2 separate regions of the Mus musculus genome follow, and region 1 is linked to region 2. The links are chromatin contacts, called in public promoter capture Hi-C maps. All regions are on one chromosome and are shown on one strand. Each heading gives the region's core, a stretch centred on a gene start, on an enhancer-like site or on the middle of the called end of the contact. The rest is flanking DNA. Distances are from core to core; before and after follow the strand shown.

What was found. Promoter capture Hi-C pulls out the DNA fragments that hold promoters and counts their contacts.
Region 1: a contact with region 2 is called in a promoter capture Hi-C map of embryonic stem cells. The contact joins the promoter of Timp1 here to the promoter of Usp11 in region 2. A contact is called at or near these places in 8 of 39 promoter capture datasets (cranial neural crest, embryonic stem cells, hippocampal neurons and 3 more), 1 of 484 Hi-C or Micro-C datasets (uterus), 2 of 115 datasets of contacts at active chromatin or transcription factors (cardiomyocytes and pancreatic cancer cells) and 3 of 9 other capture datasets (adipose tissue, liver and pancreatic islet).

The regions. Positions count from the first base shown.
Region 1 is chrX:20,867,160-20,871,519 of GRCm38.p6, forward strand. Timp1 (tissue inhibitor of metalloproteinase 1) reads left to right here and starts at 3,007. Exons shown (of 6, transcript NM_011593.2): 1 at 3,007-3,165; 2 at 3,875-4,003. The coding sequence starts at 3,880. The region is part of intron 5 of Syn1 (synapsin I); the gene reads right to left.
Region 2 is chrX:20,702,618-20,706,577 of GRCm38.p6, forward strand. It overlaps Usp11 (ubiquitin specific peptidase 11), which reads left to right and starts at 1,292. Exons shown (of 21, transcript NM_145628.4): 1 at 1,292-1,502. The coding sequence starts at 1,351.

The sequences.
Region 1 (4,360 bases), core at 1,757-4,256, 170 kb after region 2:
AATACAAGCATACAGAAAATCAGACACACAGATAATACATATTCAGGACACATATTCAGGCAAATATGTGTTAGGCAAAGATGTGTTAAGTCTCCCTGTGTCCCAGGCTAGGCAAAGAGTATGAGGACTCTAGCCCCACCATACCCCATGTGCAAATGTAGGGCCCCTGCCTCCTACTGACAGGGTAGAGATAGCATTCTTAGGCTCTGGGTCAGTGGCAGTTCCCAACAGGCACAGGAAGCCCCATAGTCTAAGGGTGACTGATTGACCTTCAGGTCTCTCCCTCCCTCTACAATCTCCTTCCTCATTTCCCAAATGAGTGACATCATAGGAAGGCAGAGAACTGAGTGGTATGATGTTGGTAAGGGTGTCATCCAGGGAGCAGGCCAAGGAAACAATGCCAAGATGTGTGTGTATAGGGAGAAACTTTCTACTTGGGCATCTACTCATCACACAGAGAAGCTTGAGACAGGCATAGTTACATTGGCAACCTTCCACTCTCAGAAGCAACACACTCAGGCACACACCTGGCTCTCAGGAAGGGACATGGAGCATGCCTTGCAAGGGACATAAGCCACCCCTTGCGGCACAGATACATGACAGAGCTGTTCATATACAAGAATATCTATTCCCATCTGCTGAGCATTGTGGATCATTTTCCCAAACTTACTTTGCTTCCTCTGTTCATGAGCTTGAACACTGTGGGTGCATCTAAGTGTGTGCCTGCCATATGTGCATACAGGGGCCTTGGGACTTCCTGGGGAGCTTTAGCCTGCTATCTTGGCCTTTATTCTTCCCAAGGCCATTAAAAAATCCCAGGTAGGTACTGTCTTACTGGGCCTCAGTTTCCAGAGGGAAATAATCAAGCTCTCGCACTTAATACTCTGGGTATCATCAGGTATTTACACATGACAGCAGATCACTATGGGAACCTCACACCTATCCAGTTTAGCAGATAGTCACAGGCTAAACATCCCTCTGTAATGTCCACCCCACTCCATTTCAAACCTGTACAATAATCTGAATCCTTAATGTAAACAGCTGGCAAAACTGTGCTGACTCAGGTTTCATAGTTAAAGAGCTGTCGTCAGAAGCTGGCTCATAGAAGAGGCGAGACAGGACTTTCCCTGTCTTTACGTCTCCTCAGTCCTGCCGCCTAGTTACTCAGCCCCCTGTCTCACTTTCTCCTCACTTTCACAATCAGATGGTTGAAAATTTTGGTCTCCTTCCCTTTCTCCTTTTCTCTGTACCTCCTCCCACCACCACAGTAATTTCTTCACCATCTTTCCTGGACAGGCCATTTGATTCCTTTCTGTCTCTGTTTTCTTACTAAATAGTAAAAATATGAATCATACCTCACAGATATGTTGGGAAGAATAAGTCAATTATTTCAGAGAAAAGAAAATCTTAGTATACACATATAGTAAACCTGAATCTTCAAAGAGTTGGTTACTATTATTGTTGTTATTGATTTAATACCTCTTCATTAAATAACATTAAGGAACAAGGAGGACAATGGCAAACAAACAAACAAAATTTCTGAGCTGGCAATATGGCCCATCAGATAAAGGTGCTTGCTGCCTCCATGCCTGATAACCTGAGTTTGAGCCCTAGAACCCACAGGGAAGGAGAGGATTGGCCCCTGCAAGTTGTCCTTTAAGCAATGCAAGCATGTCATGGCACAAACACACACACACACACACACACACACACACACACACACACACACACACACACACACACACACAGTGTAAAAAAAAACCTTTTAAAACAGTGTATTGTACATAGTACCCTGTTGAGTGCTGGCAGGAGGTTTTTGTGTCCTGTGGTTTCTGAACCAATTTACCTAAGTTAATAAAATTGAATTAGCTAAAGTAAATTTACATAATAACCTTAGTAATGATGTACAGTAAGCATTCAGTAAGTAGCTGTGATCACCACTACCATATTCTCTCTGTCTCTCTCTCTATCTCTGTCACAGGTTCTCACTATGTATCGCTGGCTGTCCTGGAACTCACTGTATAGACTATGTACCCTCTAATTCTCTGGATCAGCTTGCCTGCTGCGATTACAACCATTGTCATTATTATTGGTCTTTCCTCCCTATATTAATTGAAGATGCTAATCAGTCCATAGAACCCTTCCACAGGACCCCAGGGAATACTCCTGCATCATCAGGAAGCTGGTGGGCAGCAGTTGCCTCATCCCATCCCCACAAGGGGTGTGGGCTGGTTGGTGGGGGAAGGGGCAGGGCAGGATGGAGTAGGGATGGTTTTTCTACTGACTCACTAACTTCTTTTACCATCAGTCACCACCACCACCACCACCCATGCTCACCACACCATTCCCTGCTTGTCAAGATTGTGTCCTGCCTGAGTTAGGACTCCAGGGTCAGGAAGCCTAGGTTTAAATCCCTGTTTTGTCCTGTGACACTAACAAAGATCTTTACTTCAGTTATTTGCCTGTTTGGTCTTGTTTCTGTTTAAGACAGGGTCTCTTGTAGCTGATGATATCTTCAAATAGCCTCACCGGTGTGTGCAGCCACAGCAAGGTTTGGGGTACCTAGGCTCTGTCTGCAAGCAGCCTCGGTTCCCTCCCAGTTCTGCCAGACTCAACTGCTATCTTGGATAAGTCATAGACTTATCCAGTGTATCAATTTCCCCACTATGTATTTGTGCCTCTTCTCCCATGTCATGTCCCTCAACTGCTTTTCTAGTTTGTCACCCTCTGACACCCCTCACCAGAATTTCAGATCCACAGGAATGCCTTTCTTGTGAGATTGTTACATAGTAGATGAAAGGCGTGAGAAAGAAGTTATTGGCTTCAGCCACAGGAAGTTTGGGGAATATGGGAAACCTGAGAGGCACAAAGCTTTAGGCGCTCTCTCTTCTGCCCTTCAAGGCCGCCAGGAAGGACTGTGCATGACGTGGAGCTGGGGGAAGGGGGCGCAGTGGGCTGGCTGGCAGAGGAGGGAGTATCTTTGGGTTTATCCTGGGGCCCGCCCCTAGGCTTTGACTCCAGCGGTGGGTGGATGAGTAATGCGTCCAGGAAGCCTGGAGGCAGTGATTTCCCCGCCAACTCCGCCCTTCGCATGGACATTTATTCTCCACTGTGCAGCCCCTGCCGCCATCATCGCAGATCGGGGCTCCTAGAGACACACCAGAGGTAAGTGGGAGCCGGGTGTCCTGGCAGAACTGGGGCTTGCCTGGAGCCTGTGTTGGTGCGGCTCATGCAGCCCTTGCCAGACTAACTGCTCACGTGGCTTGCAGGTATCAGGATCCCTAGTTAGCTAAAGAGGAATATAACGGGAGAGGGCCTGGAATGATCGTCCCAAGCTGGACTCTCCAGACTCCTTCATGCCTTTGCTAAGTGCTCCAAACCCACAAGCCTTTAATACCTTGAAGACTTCCCAACTTGCCTGTCCCTCAATCCTTATGGTTCCTGGTAACTCCCCTGTTCTCTTTGCCATGTCTGGTTCATGGAACTTCAACAGTTCTTCTGCCTACAAATTCCTCAAGCATTACCATTGTCGTAAACCTCCAAATTCCCCAAGACCCTTAACCCCCATTTTCTCCAGCTCCCTAAAACCCCAAACCTGTTCTAACCCCCCAATATCTCTGAAATCCTCAGCCCATTATATTTTAATAGCCCTAATTCCTCATTATATTTCTCCAGTTTCCCAAACTCCAAATTCATCACTACACAAATGTCAGATTTTCCCAATTCTGTTAAATTCTCAACGTTCTCCGCTCCCTTATTCACCAACTGCCACAACTCCATTCTCTAACCTAAAGAGGTCCCAAATCTCCCTAGGACCAATGGCCATGTAAGCCGTTGGTCTGGGAACCTATTAACACCTACTCTTTACCAGCAGATACCATGATGGCCCCCTTTGCATCTCTGGCATCTGGCATCCTCTTGTTGCTATCACTGATAGCTTCCAGTAAGGCCTGTAGCTGTGCCCCACCCCACCCACAGACAGCCTTCTGCAACTCGGACCTGGGTGAGTCTGGCCCCCTTTCTGTCCCTCTTAATCCAATAGGGTTCATTATGGCAGTTGTCTCTAGGACAGTTCTACTTACCCTTCCATACATCTGCTTTTGCCACACTGACATCCTTGGGCCTAAGCCTACCTTTGTGCTGGCTGCTCCCAGTACTATGTACATGCTTTTCTGTAGTTATCTACATGGGTGGCTGCCTTAAAAGTCATCTTACTGAGGTGCTTGCCTACTTTTATTTAATTTTAAATTTAATGCCAGCCACATAGTACTCCTGAACCTTTGTTACATATGCTGTTAATGGCACTTCTTAGGACACAGGCAGGCAGACTTCATTCAGGACCATGACAATTAGAATTTGC
Region 2 (3,960 bases), core at 42-2,541:
AATTGAGACTCTTTCAAAAAAACACCAAAAGAAACCCTGGCCGGTTCAATGGTTTTCACATACATGTTTGTCATCAGATTTCCTTTATATTAAAGATTGGGGACACTCAATGAATTGGTTATCCCAAGATACCCTCTGAATAATTCCACTATATATGCATGAAAATGAGAGTGAAGATACTGCAGAAAGTCTTGATTTTGTGAAACCTCCTGAGAGGGTTTCCTGAGCTGATAGCATGTGACCACAGTTTGAGGATCTGCCTGGTGTTTAAGGACACAGCTCTGGAACTAGGTCTGCCGTGCTATGGCACATCCTAGCTGAGGACAAATGATTTCACATTTCTGGCTCTCAGTTTCCCACATTGTTACTCATGGGCCAAAAACAATACAGTTATCTGCTACCCAAGGCTACTATTTAAGTCCAGCAAGTCACTTAAACTGGACAGACTCAGTATTTGTTATGCTTCCAACAAACACACAGATTTGTCTGGTAACTCTAGTTCAGGAAGCTGAATGTTGAAGTGCATGCCTGTATTCCATCACTTTGGAAGCTGAGGAAGGAGGATCAAGGCAAATCAATTGCCAGCCTGGGCTTCATAGAGTTGGAGGAAATTCTGGGGCAATTTAGCAAAGTCCCTGTCTCAAAGATAGAAAAGACAGATGACACACAGACAATCACACAGAGAGCCACACCCTAGTTCAGGCTCTCAGGAGATGATAAACTATTTGAGAAAAAAACCTTTTATTTCATGTATATAAATGTTTTCCCTGTATTCATATATGTGTACCTTGTCCATTTCCGCTGATCCTCAGGAACCTGTGTTATGGATGGTTGTGAGCCACCATGTGGGTTCTGGGAATTGAACTCTTTCTTCTGCAGGAGCAATGAGTGCCCTTAACCTCTGAGCCATATCTCTAGCCCATACATTTGGTTTTGATGGATGAGAAAGGTAATTCACGTTAGGCTAACAAAAATGCCGCTTTCATAGTATGGGTTTGCAGTTAAAGGGGCAACTATTTGCCCTAAGCATCCTTTGTGAGGCCCTAAACACATATTTGCTCATTTTGGAAACCTCTGGCCTCCACCAAAGGACCATTTCACCTGGTGTTAGAGAATTCCACAAGGCACTAATGTCTTAGTTCCAAACAAGAGAGTTAACCCCTGGTATTGGTTGCAGAGACCACAGACCACCACCCAATTTCCGCCAAATGGTGACGTTTCCAAGATGGCAGTAGCCCCCTGATTGTTGGGGGGCTCTGCTTCCGTTTCCGGGACAGAATCCGGAAGTGCCAGTTGAGGGTCGTCTTCCTATCTTCAGTTGCGTCGGCAGTTGGAGGAGGACAGACGGTGATGGCGGCGGTCGCAGCGGACCCAGCTGCAGCTGCCGTCCCGGCCTCTGCTGAGGACCGAGACACACAGCCCGAGGCAATGCCAGACCTGGATGAACAGTGGCGCCAAATCGGGAATGGGCGAGAGCGTCCACTGCGAGCTGGCGAAAGCTGGTGAGGCTGGGCTTCAATGAAGCCTTGGCCAAGGGGACCTTGGGGGCGTTAGTATCGCGGGGTACTTAGAAATCAAATTCTGAGGATGAAGCGGTGCGAGGCTGGGAAGGGGCTTGGGCCGGCGGGAGAGAGGGGGCGTGGAAGTGCTAAGTGAATGAATCTCAACGTTTGGGGGAAAAGGCGGGGCCCGAGTGGGGCAGTCAGCCGCCTAAGGACAAAATGGGGTTTGTGATAGGGGTGGGGCGTGAAGGGGATGGCCGTGGGAGTCAGGGGACTGCATCGTTTGGGGAGGGGGTGAGAGGGGACTGCGTCTTGGAACCTGGAGCCTGGAAAGGAGGCTGGCTCCGTACTTAACGCGGGGGCGTGGCGTGTGTTACAAAACGTTGCGTCGGTTGCAAGGAACGGCCTACAAGTACTCGAAGCGCCTGTGAACCCGACGAGCTTGGTGGCGTCCGCTGAAGAGCAACTCCATAGCCTATAGCTGTGGGCCGAGGGGCGGAATAGTGTGGTATGGGGAGGGTGCCTGGCTCCTGGGAACAAGGCGAAGGGCTGGGGAGGGGCAAACTGTGGAGGAGGGGCAGTGCCTGGGGCAGAAAATGGCGCCTGCAAAAGAGCAAAGATTGTGACGCGGTATTTTTTTTTGTTGTTTTTGTTATTTTTTTAATACCCCTCTAGTTAAGGTCTCCTTCCTAGAACAGGAGAAAGTGCAGGTGGTTTACAAAAGATTATTTGGGGAGTTTTTTTTTCCACGTGATAATATTTTTGTAATCAGAAATGGCTATTTAAAAGGGATCCACAGCTTTTAACAAATTGTCTTGTTAGACCATTTTTTTTTAAATGCTAATCAATGCCTCTTAAAATTTACTGCTCCCCGGGTTCCTATTTCTCTCTTGAGTTGCTGCTCATTTTTAATTGTGAAAATCGTAAGACCTACAAAGATTATAGTATAAAACGTTTTACATAAATGGACATCCTGCTGAAAGAAATGGTTTGTATGCTTCAAAAATGGCAAGGTCATGAAAGGCATACGCTGAAGAACTGTTCCAGATTGAAGGAATTAATGCAGTTTAACAAGTCTATGCAACACGTGATCCTCATTTGGATCTAGCACAGGAAAAATAAATTATTTTTAAAAATGAGGGTTCTTTCTCATAATTTATTTCTCTTTCACTGTAAATTTTATTGGAAAAAAAATCGGTGAAATTTGACAAAGGCCAGTAGATAAAATACTGGTACTGATAATTTCTTGTGATAATTGTAATGTGGTTATGAAAGAATATCCTTTGGTGAAAAAATACATACTGAAATTTCATAGATAAGGAGCCATCGTGTAAACAACTTACCAAATAATTATATTAAAAATGCACATGGGAGGGAGAAGATTATGGAAATATTGGTCATAGGATGTAAAATTTAGTTAGACAAAAGGGAACAAATTCAAGAGCTCCCTTGTACAAAATGGTGATTATAGCTAATAACACTCTATTCTATACATGAAAATTGCTTAATAGATTTTACATGTTCTTACCCAAACAAACTGTGTGACATAATTGGTTTGTTAACTAGTTTGATTTAGTGTTTTACAATGTATATATCAAAACATGCTGTATACTATCAATGCACACTTTTTTTTGTCTAGTTTAAGATAAATGAAAATACCCCAAAGATGATATGGGGAAAAAAAGAATAGAACAAATGGATAAGGTGTGTTAGATTTGGGGACTCTAAGGGCATACAGAGAAGTCTTTATATTATTCTGCCCTCTCTTTTTAGAGGCAGGGTCTCTATTATGTGGTCCTGGCTGTCAGGGAAGTAACTATATCAGGCTGGCTTTAAACTTAGAAATCTGGCTGAGATTACAGGCATACTCCACCATGCCTGGCTTTTTAAAAACCCATTTTCAGTGAGTTTACTTCAAAGAAAATTTAGTAAATTTTATATGTGGATTAATCACTCATGTGAAGATTCAGAACATTACCTTAAAACTCGTATGCTTTTCCCCTCCATCTTCATAGGAAACTGTTATCCTAAATTTTGAATTAAAGGGCTCTTTTCACATTTCATTATCATAATAAACTTCCAATATTCATATATATGTGAATATACACATATATATGAACATGAGTGTTTGTGAAATAGACTGTGAGCCCTTATATTCCATGGTAAATAGTATCTGTATGATGTAATTTGATACATTAACCTTGACCTGTTGGTCTGCCAGGTTTCTCAAGTGTTAAGATGCTGCTGTTCCCTTAAGCAGTAGTTTCTTAAATACATATTTAAATTTTATTTATATTTTCTGTCCATCTGTACCTCAGGATATCCAACAGCTTCTTGTTTCATGCAGTATAAATGGTAAAGTCCTCAGTGACCTGCAAGGCTTTTGGAGACTGGTACCCCTTCTCCATTCTAACATTTCTCTGATCTGATTATCAGCCCCCAGGCCCTTCCTCTCTCC